Regions from separate parts of the Anas platyrhynchos genome. Here regions 1 and 3 are each linked to region 2. The links are chromatin contacts, called in public Hi-C maps. All regions are on one chromosome and are shown on one strand. Each heading gives the region's core, a stretch centred on a gene start, on an enhancer-like site or on the middle of the called end of the contact. The rest is flanking DNA. Distances are from core to core; before and after follow the strand shown. Region 1 has its middle 76 kb from the start of XIRP1. Region 2 has its middle 17 kb from the start of CSRNP1. Region 3 has its middle 96 kb from the start of XIRP1.

Evidence for each region. A called contact is a pair of places that touch in the nucleus more often than the background predicts.
Region 1: a Hi-C map of skeletal muscle shows a contact between it and region 2, with 5 times the contacts expected there. The contact joins two enhancer-like sites. A contact is called at or near these places in 2 of 8 Hi-C or Micro-C datasets (skeletal muscle and subcutaneous adipose tissue).
Region 3: a Hi-C map of skeletal muscle shows a contact between it and region 2, with 6 times the contacts expected there. The contact joins two enhancer-like sites. A contact is called at or near these places in 3 of 8 Hi-C or Micro-C datasets (skeletal muscle and subcutaneous adipose tissue).

The regions. Positions count from the first base shown.
Region 1 is chr2:154,284,927-154,288,236 of IASCAAS_PekinDuck_T2T, forward strand. No RefSeq gene overlaps it. Among named protein-coding and RNA genes, the nearest start is that of XIRP1, 76 kb to the right of the region's middle. Within about 2 kb of position 1,670, at least 1 of the 8 cell types and tissues checked has an H3K27ac peak or open chromatin away from gene starts, as enhancers often do. A contact at or near this core is called in subcutaneous adipose tissue, where this site is marked.
Region 2 is chr2:154,095,133-154,098,193 of IASCAAS_PekinDuck_T2T, forward strand. No RefSeq gene overlaps it. Among named protein-coding and RNA genes, the nearest start is that of CSRNP1, 17 kb to the right of the region's middle. Within about 2 kb of position 1,464, at least 8 of the 8 cell types and tissues checked have an H3K27ac peak or open chromatin away from gene starts, as enhancers often do. A contact at or near this core is called in subcutaneous adipose tissue, where this site is marked.
Region 3 is chr2:154,264,454-154,267,587 of IASCAAS_PekinDuck_T2T, forward strand. No RefSeq gene overlaps it. Among named protein-coding and RNA genes, the nearest start is that of XIRP1, 96 kb to the right of the region's middle. Within about 2 kb of position 1,843, at least 4 of the 8 cell types and tissues checked have an H3K27ac peak or open chromatin away from gene starts, as enhancers often do.

The sequences.
Region 1 (3,310 bases), core at 420-2,919, 190 kb after region 2:
CACCTGGTCTCCCTGGAAAGCTTGCAAACCTCCTTCCATTCCATTGTATTTGACAGCAACTCGTAAATCAGCCCACAGCTGCTGGCATCCCTTTGAGGGTTGTGGTCTGCAGCTTGTGTTTGGGATAAAGCATGTGCACAAGTAAGGAGGGTCCTGGGGGAAGGCAGCCAGCTATGGATGCAGCAGCTGGCTCCAGGAGCACCCATGGGTCCCGCATTCAGGGTTTAAGACAGCCTGGTAGTCACAGAGTGGTGGTTTCATGGGGCACAGCCTCCAGATGCTGTTCCACCAAACCTTTCCCACATCACCTGCTGCCACACCAGAGAGAGCTGCAATTGTCTGCACTCCCCTTCCTCCCAGGATGGCTTCACCCGATCACATCAACTGTTTTCTCTGGCCTGCTTCTTTCCCAGCAAATCCACCTCTTTGTTTCTGCAGAGACTCAAGCTGCAACATTTGGAGGTGATTATTTCTGAAATCAGGGTTAGCACAGCAAAGCAGAGCTGAGATCACCACCACCCTGCCTTTCCCAAGTCTGTGTTCAGGAATACAGCTTGATCCAAATCTCTGGATTTTCGTACTGTGGGCAAAACTGTAGTTTAAACTGTCCTGGACCAGATTTTACTTCTTTCCCTGAATAAACTGAAAAGGTTTTCTTCAGAGCCAAAATAAAATAAAATAAAATGCAGCAGTTAAAAATAAAGCTCTGAGTCTCACCAATAACAGAGCACAGCAAGTATTTCCATCAAATAGTAATGCATTACATACGGACTCAGGGCCCTACTCTCCCTTTGAAGATCATGGGAATTTTGCCATTTATTTCTGTATAAAAAAATAAAATGCTGAATGCTCAGCATGAGTCTGGTTGGCTGCTGACTGAAACACTTTGCAAAGTGAAATCATCCTAGGTTTTCTGTCCAAGAATGGCTGCCTTCGTGGATTCTTACACCAGTCATGTGGAAAAGGCCAATGTGTTGGGAGATGGATGGCTTGAAAGCAAGCTGATGGAGTCCCTTTGTCCACCTGTTGGCTGCTGGTGACATGTATGGCACCTTGGTGATGTCAAAAGGGCTGTCGGATGACTTCCTTCCCTTTGTCCCCATAATGTGGGGAATGGTTTTGGAGCACTGCCTTCTCACTGCATGTGGGGAATATGGAGACAGAGAGGTGAAATGGCAGCCCACGGGAGACACCAGAATGATATGTGGGACTACAGATTTTCCGGGTTGAAGTCACCTTGCTCTGCATCAAACTGGTTATCCTACCAAAGCCTGGGTGAAGATCAGCGTGAGACACAAATGCTCAGAGTATGCAACCAGAATTCAAGATGTGAATGAGGAATTGAGACTTCCTATAACCCTGGGCTGCCAGATCCTTGTTCCCCACCCAGTCAATGGAGAAAAGCAGAGGAATTAAAGGATCCCAGAAAGTCTCATACCTCTCTCTCCTGCCTGACATAGGGGTGCACACACCAGCTGGCAGTCTGAAATGCTCTTTTGAACTGCAATGACGTTGAAAACATTTCAAATACAGCCTTTAATCTGATCCCCTGTCATCTCTTATCTGACCAACAATTTCAACACATAAAAGTTCTGCTAAAACCCAAACATATATTGCTTCCCCTCCACCCATCTTCAGCTAATGATTAATGTGCTCTGGGAGCAAACGGGAGAAGCTGATCTTTAATGAGCAAAGAAGCTGTTGCAAAACACATCTCGAGCCCTGCAGGCTGCCAGCAGTTTTGTTTTGAGAATAGCGCCGACTTCACAGCCTTTACTCTCTGCAAGCACCAAGATTTTGTGGCAGGGACCAAGAGGTCTGCTTGAAACTTCCCCAGATCAGTTTGTTTTCTTGTGTTCAGAAGTGATCTATTCTTGATATTGAAAGTCTGAGCCCAGATTGTGCCATTTAGTCATTAATGTTGGTATATAGCAAAAACTGTAACAGTAAATAGCAGATTTCCTTCCCTTCTTTGCTCCCGTTGGAACTTTAGCTGAAACCAAAGATCTTTCAACTTCCTGTTGTCCTTCTCCAAACAGAGAAGGAAAACCCAAACAGCTCATTTGCAGGGGAGTTCCAAACAAGGTGAAAACACAATCTTTGCCAGAGCAGTGGAATAAAAATTTCATATATACTGAGAGAAAAATCTTCCCATTCCTTCCTCAGCCTCTCTTTGTGATGGGTTCAGCAGAAGGCCTAGCCCAATACTGGCCTTGAGTCACCCAACAAATGCTGGTATCACGTTCCTCAGATCAGCTAAGGCACCCAAAAGGATTAGCTCCCATGTACCACCTTTCTATAAACATCCTTATCTTATTCAAGGGAGCTCTGGGCTTTACCTTTGGTAACCCAGCCTTGCTTTGTATCCCATTTTGCACTTTCCTACAGGCTTGAAATTACTATCCCCTTCAAAAATTTTCCAGTGGCTGCCTGGATAACTCTCTTATTATCATAGGCACTTCACAACCCTCTCACCAACGAACTAGTCTGATGTTCCTCATATTGGTTTAGCTGTCCCAGGAGACCTAGGGTTTATATTGCCTGGCTGAAAACAAACTAGAAGTAAAAAAGTAAGAAGCAATTCAGTCTGAGGACAGGAAAGTTTAAAGAAATGAACAGATTCAATGAGAAGCTCTGAATAAAGCCAAATAGGAAAAGAAGCAAGTCAGTCCTAAAGGCTACTACTACTACTAATAGTACTACTACTAATAATACCAATAATAATACTAATACTACTAAAAGGCTACTAATTCTACTACTAATTTGACAAAAATGGCAAGAGTCAGAGCAAACGTAGAAGGGATTTTGCAGTGATCTGAAGTTAAAAATAGTAAGAACAACAACAAACTGGTGGCTTGCAGGAAAAGGGAATGAGGAGATGAATGAGACTGTTAAGACTGAAAAGAGGTGAGATGCAGGTGATTTGGGGAAGGGAGCTAGCTGGAACGAGCGTACTAAAATTCAGCGATGTTTTTTTGTTTTTCCTGGCAGAGCTCATTCAGGTAGATCACAGCACCACATTCTGAGGTCCCACAGACCTTGTACAGTGGGGAACATGGCACAAACTGGGCCAAGTGGCTGCCTGCCTTCCATGGGACACTGCGTGAAGAGGTGGCAAATGCATGAAATTTGTGCAGGAACCAGAGCCAGCTGTGTTTTTTACCCAAAGTCCTTAAGCTCTGACAGATTCAGGGCATTAGCAACTCTCACAAAATCCTCAACAACACTTCTGTTTATTTATACGTGATTTTGGAAACAAGAAGGGGGGTGTAATGGGGTGAGGTAGGGGGTGAACCCTCCATGAATTAAC
Region 2 (3,061 bases), core at 214-2,713:
GGACGAGCATTTGGAAATGCAGGATTTTGGTTTCGCTCCTTTTCCATTTCAACCCACTCGTGCCCTGCCTCTCTTAAGGGACACAGCGGTATTTTTGCAAAAATCCCAGCTCTTTGGGAGCGCTGTTTCTGCTCGCCAAAAGCCACTAGAGGGCATTGGCAAACCGGAGGAACGCTTACCGCACTTCTCACCGGCTGCTAAAGAAGTTTTGCGGGCTGAGAGTGATAAAAAGGCATGGATACAGCCTTGCACTCTGTCCTTTGTGTTTGCTCCCAGACAACGCCGATAAGCACCCGGGAGCTGCCTCTAGCTGCTCTTGCCCAGAGGTCTGATTGGCAACCAGATAAGCCCTGCTTAAACCCTCGGTGAGCGCAAACGAAAACGAAAACCAGCAGCGTTTCTTCAAGGCTTGCAGAAGGGCTGGAGCCCCAGCTGTGTCTGCAGCTCTTTGCTTTATCAGGCTGCCCATGGCAATGCCCCCTCTGTGCTCAGTTGTTGGCACTTCTCCTCTTCTGACAGGGAAAAAAAGCCAAACAAACTAAGAAGCTTGCCTGCCCTTTAATATTAGTGAGTGGTTCTTGCTCCTTTTAAGACAGCACGTGTGGTTTCTGCCGCGATGGCAAGTTCAGCTTCTCCCTGAAGGAGCCTAAATCCATTAAACTTGATGGGCTGACAGCTCTTGAATTTCACCTAGGAGCCAAGTGAGAGCAGCCAGCTGGTTGCTGAGATTTTGCCCTGACTGTATCTGATCAGAGGCCTTGGGGAATTTTTTATCAGTAGAGCCCCTCAAACCACTTCCAACCCCCCTTGGATGCTGAGAGGTGAAGGCGTCCAGTCCCAGCTGGCTTTGGGGTGCCTGATGCCTGGGGTTGGGTCTATCTCTGCATGCTCAGTGCCTGGGCCACGAATGGTTTTAGGGATGTCACACATGACCCCAAATTCCCCATCACTTTTCATCCAGCAGACCCAGGGACCTCCAGGGATGCTGCTGCTCCTTGGGCTGAAAACACTCGAGCACCACGTTAACAATTCAACCACATGTATGAGCGACATCCCATGCTCAGCGCTGTTCCTTGTCGGTGCTTAAGTAGCTAATAGACACAACCCCAAACATTTATATCCCAATATGACAGCAGACAAGGGCTCTTCCTGCTTTTTCCTGCAGCTGCACAACCGCCCCTGCTCTCCAGGGAGCAGCCGTGGGTTTTTCCAGGGAGAAACCTGCTGTCAGCCTGCTCTGAACTTTGCTCCTTTAACGCCTCCTCATGCAGCAGCCCAGAGGTTAAACATCACGCCGCAGCCACAGGAGCAGGAAAACAACGTGTTGGAGACTGCTCGGGATCATTATCCCATCCCCGGTGCTAAGAAGAGCCTTTCTTTCCGGGTTCCTGTGATGGGAACAGCTTGTGCTGCTCAGCCCTGATTTATGACGCAGGGTAGGAGGGTGGTGGCGGCCAGGCAGCACGCACACGGTGCTTCCCTCATGCCCTCTCGGTCTCTGAGAGCCCTGTGGGAGTGGCTTGGTCTTGAGCAGCCTAAGCAAAGCTGTAATCCGACCTTGGGAGCACGTGGAAAGCGCTGTGCTTCCCATGGGTTTTATTGCGTGACGGTACCGAGTCTCACAGCGATGTAATATCCAAGAGTATGGGGCAAAAGCCACTGGGCACGGTAATACAAGGCTCATATCTAATGTTGCCAGCCTTGTCTCCAAAGCTGGGTGGTGAGGACACAGCTAAAACCCTCTAGATTTTGGAAAATTGGTGCATCCCACGTCCTGAGGTGGAGCAGAAAAAGGAGATGCCTGTGGCTGCAAGGGACATCTGGAGTGGTCCCACCACATGCAGGGTGCTCTGGAGAGGCACGAGACTGGCTACAACGCCTTGAGCTGTTTGGTAGTGCTGTAAATGCTGAGAAACACAGCTCTGGGATCACTGAAGGGATCAAATCTAAGGGTCAGTGCTACCAGGGATGTCTGAGGACATTCCAACCCATCCTGCTGCTGCTTCGGAAGATCACAGCTCTCCTGAGGCCCCAAGTCATCCCCACCAGGATGTTCAGGCTACAGACATCTCATCCAAATGATTTCTATGATTCTATCACTTAAAGACCACAAAGTTCTCTATTTACTCCAAAGAGTAACTTAACTCTCCTCCAGCTGTGGACACACACACCAGGTGAGGGCATCCTCACCCATCCTCCAGACCCAGGCAGATCATTTAAGCCTTATTTTAATTTTTTAATAGAAAAACCCAGTGAAATGCACAATTCTTGGTCCCGTGGAGAAGTGCTTCTCCAAGCTGGAGCTCAAGCTGCTGCCCAGTAGATGGCAATGCTGCCGTTCACTCCGCAGCAGTCTCAGTGGCCTGAAGCAAACTGATGGAAATGTGCAGATCGAGCAGTATAAAAACTCCTAATAGTTGTAGCTGTGAAGGAGGAAACCTAGTTCTTTCTATTAATGGCTTATCTGAATTCTCACTCCAGCCAGCCCTCTGACAAGAGATGAATTTTCACTGCTTTCTAGGAAGAAAACGCTAGAGAGAAAACTCTGAAGCCTTACATTGACTTACATTTCTTCTCTACAATTAACATCACCCATTTCCTGAGATGCTGAGGACTTGAAGTCCCTCCGGATATGGATGGCCACAGAGGGGCCCTCACAAGGATCAGAAATCAAACAGATTTTATGCCCATGTGTAGTTTTGGTCGAATTGGTGGAGAGGACGCTTGTGGGATCCTTATGGTGTGATGAGGAGTTCTGTGATGCTGGATGTCAGTACCCAAAAAAAAATAAGGAATAACTGCAGAACATATGTATACTTATAACTGCAGAATATATATATTTTTTCTCATCCTGTAGTGTTGACAGATTAATCTCAAATGGTCCATGGGAAAATGCCAATAATTGCCAATTCTGCAGTGCCTTTTTTTTAGGCAGGCCAAGCCCATCTCCAGGTCTGAGTGAAAACCTCAGCAGCTGCAAATTTTTTCTCAACTACATGGAAAAAAAAACACTTGTATATGTGGAGAATGGGCCTGTTGCAGGGACAGAGGTCTTGAAGCC
Region 3 (3,134 bases), core at 593-3,092, 170 kb after region 2:
GGCACAGATCAGTTTGGAGCTGACTTTAAACTGTCTTTGAAAGGTGAAGATTCATCCCGAGTAATAAATGTTGTTTTGAGGAGGGCAGAGGATGTCTCATGAAGCCAATTCCCAGTCAGGTCCAAATCAAAACATTCAAGTTTTAACAAATGGATGGAGAAGTGGCTGTTCCCTGTCTCCCCTGGCTGGATGCCGAGGAGCTGGGTACCAGACTCCCAGATCTAGGTGGTGCATACATTCCCTGCTTCTCATAGCTTTCCTGAAGTTACCAGCCATGCCACAACCAGGTGTTACAAGCCCAGAGGGATCCAACGTGGTAATTCACCTGGCCTTTTGTTCACAGAAGTCTGCGAACCGTGCATGTGAGAGCTCACCCACTTTGGGATACTTTTTACCACTGGGCTGGGAACAAGGAAGCCCGAAGAGTCTCCCAGCTCCTCAGTTCTCATCCTTCCAAGCACCCAGGAAACTATATTAGAAATAATGAGATGATCTTATGAGTGACCTCAAACACTTCACTGTTGAAAATCAGATAATCCTTTGCTGGCTGTCCCACCTGTTTCCCAAAATACATCCCCCATATGCTTGCACATCTGGGGAGCAACCTTCAGCAGCAGCCACATGGATCCCATTTCCCTCGCCCTGATGTCGGCGGAATGGCAATAGGTTGGAAGCAGTAAGGCGAAGGAACGTGAGAGCTCTTGATCTGAGCAGCAAAAAGTAAATCTTGGACAGCTCTGGGGTTGACCTCACTGTAAGCTGGATGCTTAAAAAGCACTGAGATGGATGAGGGCAAATTTCCAGCTCAACTTGTCAAAACTAGGCGGCACAACTAACCCAGCTGCATGCAGAAAGTATTGAGGTGGTGGCTTTTGTTATTTCAACCCATATTGGTTATTTTTTGTCCCACTTCTCTATTATGTGCCTCAACCCCATCAAAGTCTGCTGATTCTTCTTTGTTATTTCATAGAACAAATTCACAGTTTTTGGACCAAATGATCATGTGGAGGAAAGGGCAGGGTCTCAGAGGGACTTTGCTATATCAGAAGACTCTTAGAAACCACTGCTTGAGCTAATTTCCCCAAAACTACCTTGCTATCTCTTTGAAGAGGTGAGCCAGCAGGATATTTCTTACAGTGTTTCCTTAAATGTATGCTTTTTATCTCTTTTTTCTTTCTTATTCTTCTTTTTTTTTTTTTCCCTGTTGGGTATTCCAGCATCAGCCCCCGTGGAGGATGAGAACTGCCACAATTCTCTCACATATCATTATGTCACGCTAAGAGCCCGGACCGTAACTGTAAGTCCTCTGCTGGGAATTGCCTCAAATCCTGCTTTCTGCAGAAGTGATGCAGAGGGCAGCAAGGATGCCCAGTGTTAAATGTAGGCGACGGGAGGCTCCCATGTGAGAACAGACTGAACGGATTTGGGTTCTTCCTCTGAAGTGAAAGATTTCTGTGAGAATATGGTATTAGAGCTTGTAAAATCATGAATAGGGAGGGAAAGATGTATATTAAACAATTATACCCAGGACCACTGAGAAAATTTGCAATTAAGCACATTTTAGACGTAAAACAAAATGTTTTCCCAAGTGCATGGAATTCACCTGTGGAACTCATTGCTGTGCGATGGCCAAATGTTTCAGCAGAAATTCAGATCTTTAGGGGGGGTATATCAATTAACATCTACTGATCTCCATCCTCGTGAGTCCTAAACCGCTGGCAACAGCAAAGGAGGGCTTTGGGGACAGCCTGAGGACAGGACGTGGTGGCCTCTGCCAGCTTCACCGCTGCCCCGGCGAGGCACGGCGTGCTAGCTGCAGCTCACTGTGTACTTTTGCGAGGATCCCTGGAGCAGCAGAAGTTGGTACTAAAGTTCAGCTGTAACAGGAGCTTTGTTTAGCGGTGCTGGGACCAGAAGGTCAGCAGCAGCTGCTCTGCCAGGGTTTAACGCTTTGTTCACCTCCGCGCGCTCGCCCGTGCAGAGTTTCCTGTTCCCTGGGCAGTGCAAGGAAGAACCTTCTGTTATTTTGTTAGCCCCTATTATTCATCAACTTTTAACGCCGAAAAGCCGAGCCGCGTGCGGCTCCGTTGTGCTGTAAGACAGCAGCCAGCAGCAGTTCCTCGCTGCTTTTTCCCAAGCAACCAGGAAATTTCGCAGCTTGTATTTTTGCAAAGTGCTGTTCAAATGATGGCAGCTCTTGAGAGCCACGGGGATGCACCACTGTCAGGATATTTAAATCAGGGCAAACTTCAAGTGCCAGAATAAAGGCTCACATTGCAGGAGATAAGTGTAGCAATGCAGAGCACTCAGCTGCTATTTTGCAGCCTAGATCCCACCTAATTATTTTTTTCTTTTTGAGCAACTGCAGGGCTGAGGAGTCCGTGTGTTAACCTGGCAGAAGCCGGGGAGAGTTCAGAGGTGACTATAAATGAGCAGACAGCCCTCTAGGAGGCCATTTTGTGAAGTGTCTTGAGCACATGATGGACAGCAAGGTCTTCCCTGACTTCCAGCCCCGATTCAGGGCATGATCCTGGCTGCAGATGCCAGCCGGGTGGGCACGAGTCCCTTTTCCAGCCCTGAGGACGTGTGGTACAGGAGCACCGCTTGTGTCTATGCCACTGATGTCATCTATGGCACAGATGTCTTGTCCTTCAAAACAGACGTGCGATCATGTCCCTGTGACAACTCCCACACTGTGCCTGGGCATCACCTGGGAAATGCCAGCACATTCGTACTGTGCTCACTGCCTAATAATACAGACACCCTCGTGCTGCTGGGGGGGACCTTCATATTTCAGCACTGAGTTGAGGTGGTGCATGTACCCTCTGGCTGCTCTCAAACCCAAATTTCTCCTCCCAGCCTGGTAACACACGTGTTTCCAGCAGCTCCTGAGAGGCCAACCCAGCCCTGCTCCAACACACGTGCCAAAGCCTCTGTAGCTCTGATCCCCCCTGGCAGAGACATCCCCAAGTGTGGCAGCACGCCACGTCCTGTGCGTACAGCCAAGGCATCTTGGAGGAGATAAAACTACAGCAAACCCCAGCGGCTCCCCAAGCTTTTACCCACCCTGCCAGGCCACCACCACGTGTCTCCCCCCGCTGAGCTGCCCTCCAGGTCAGCCCGTCTCATATCAC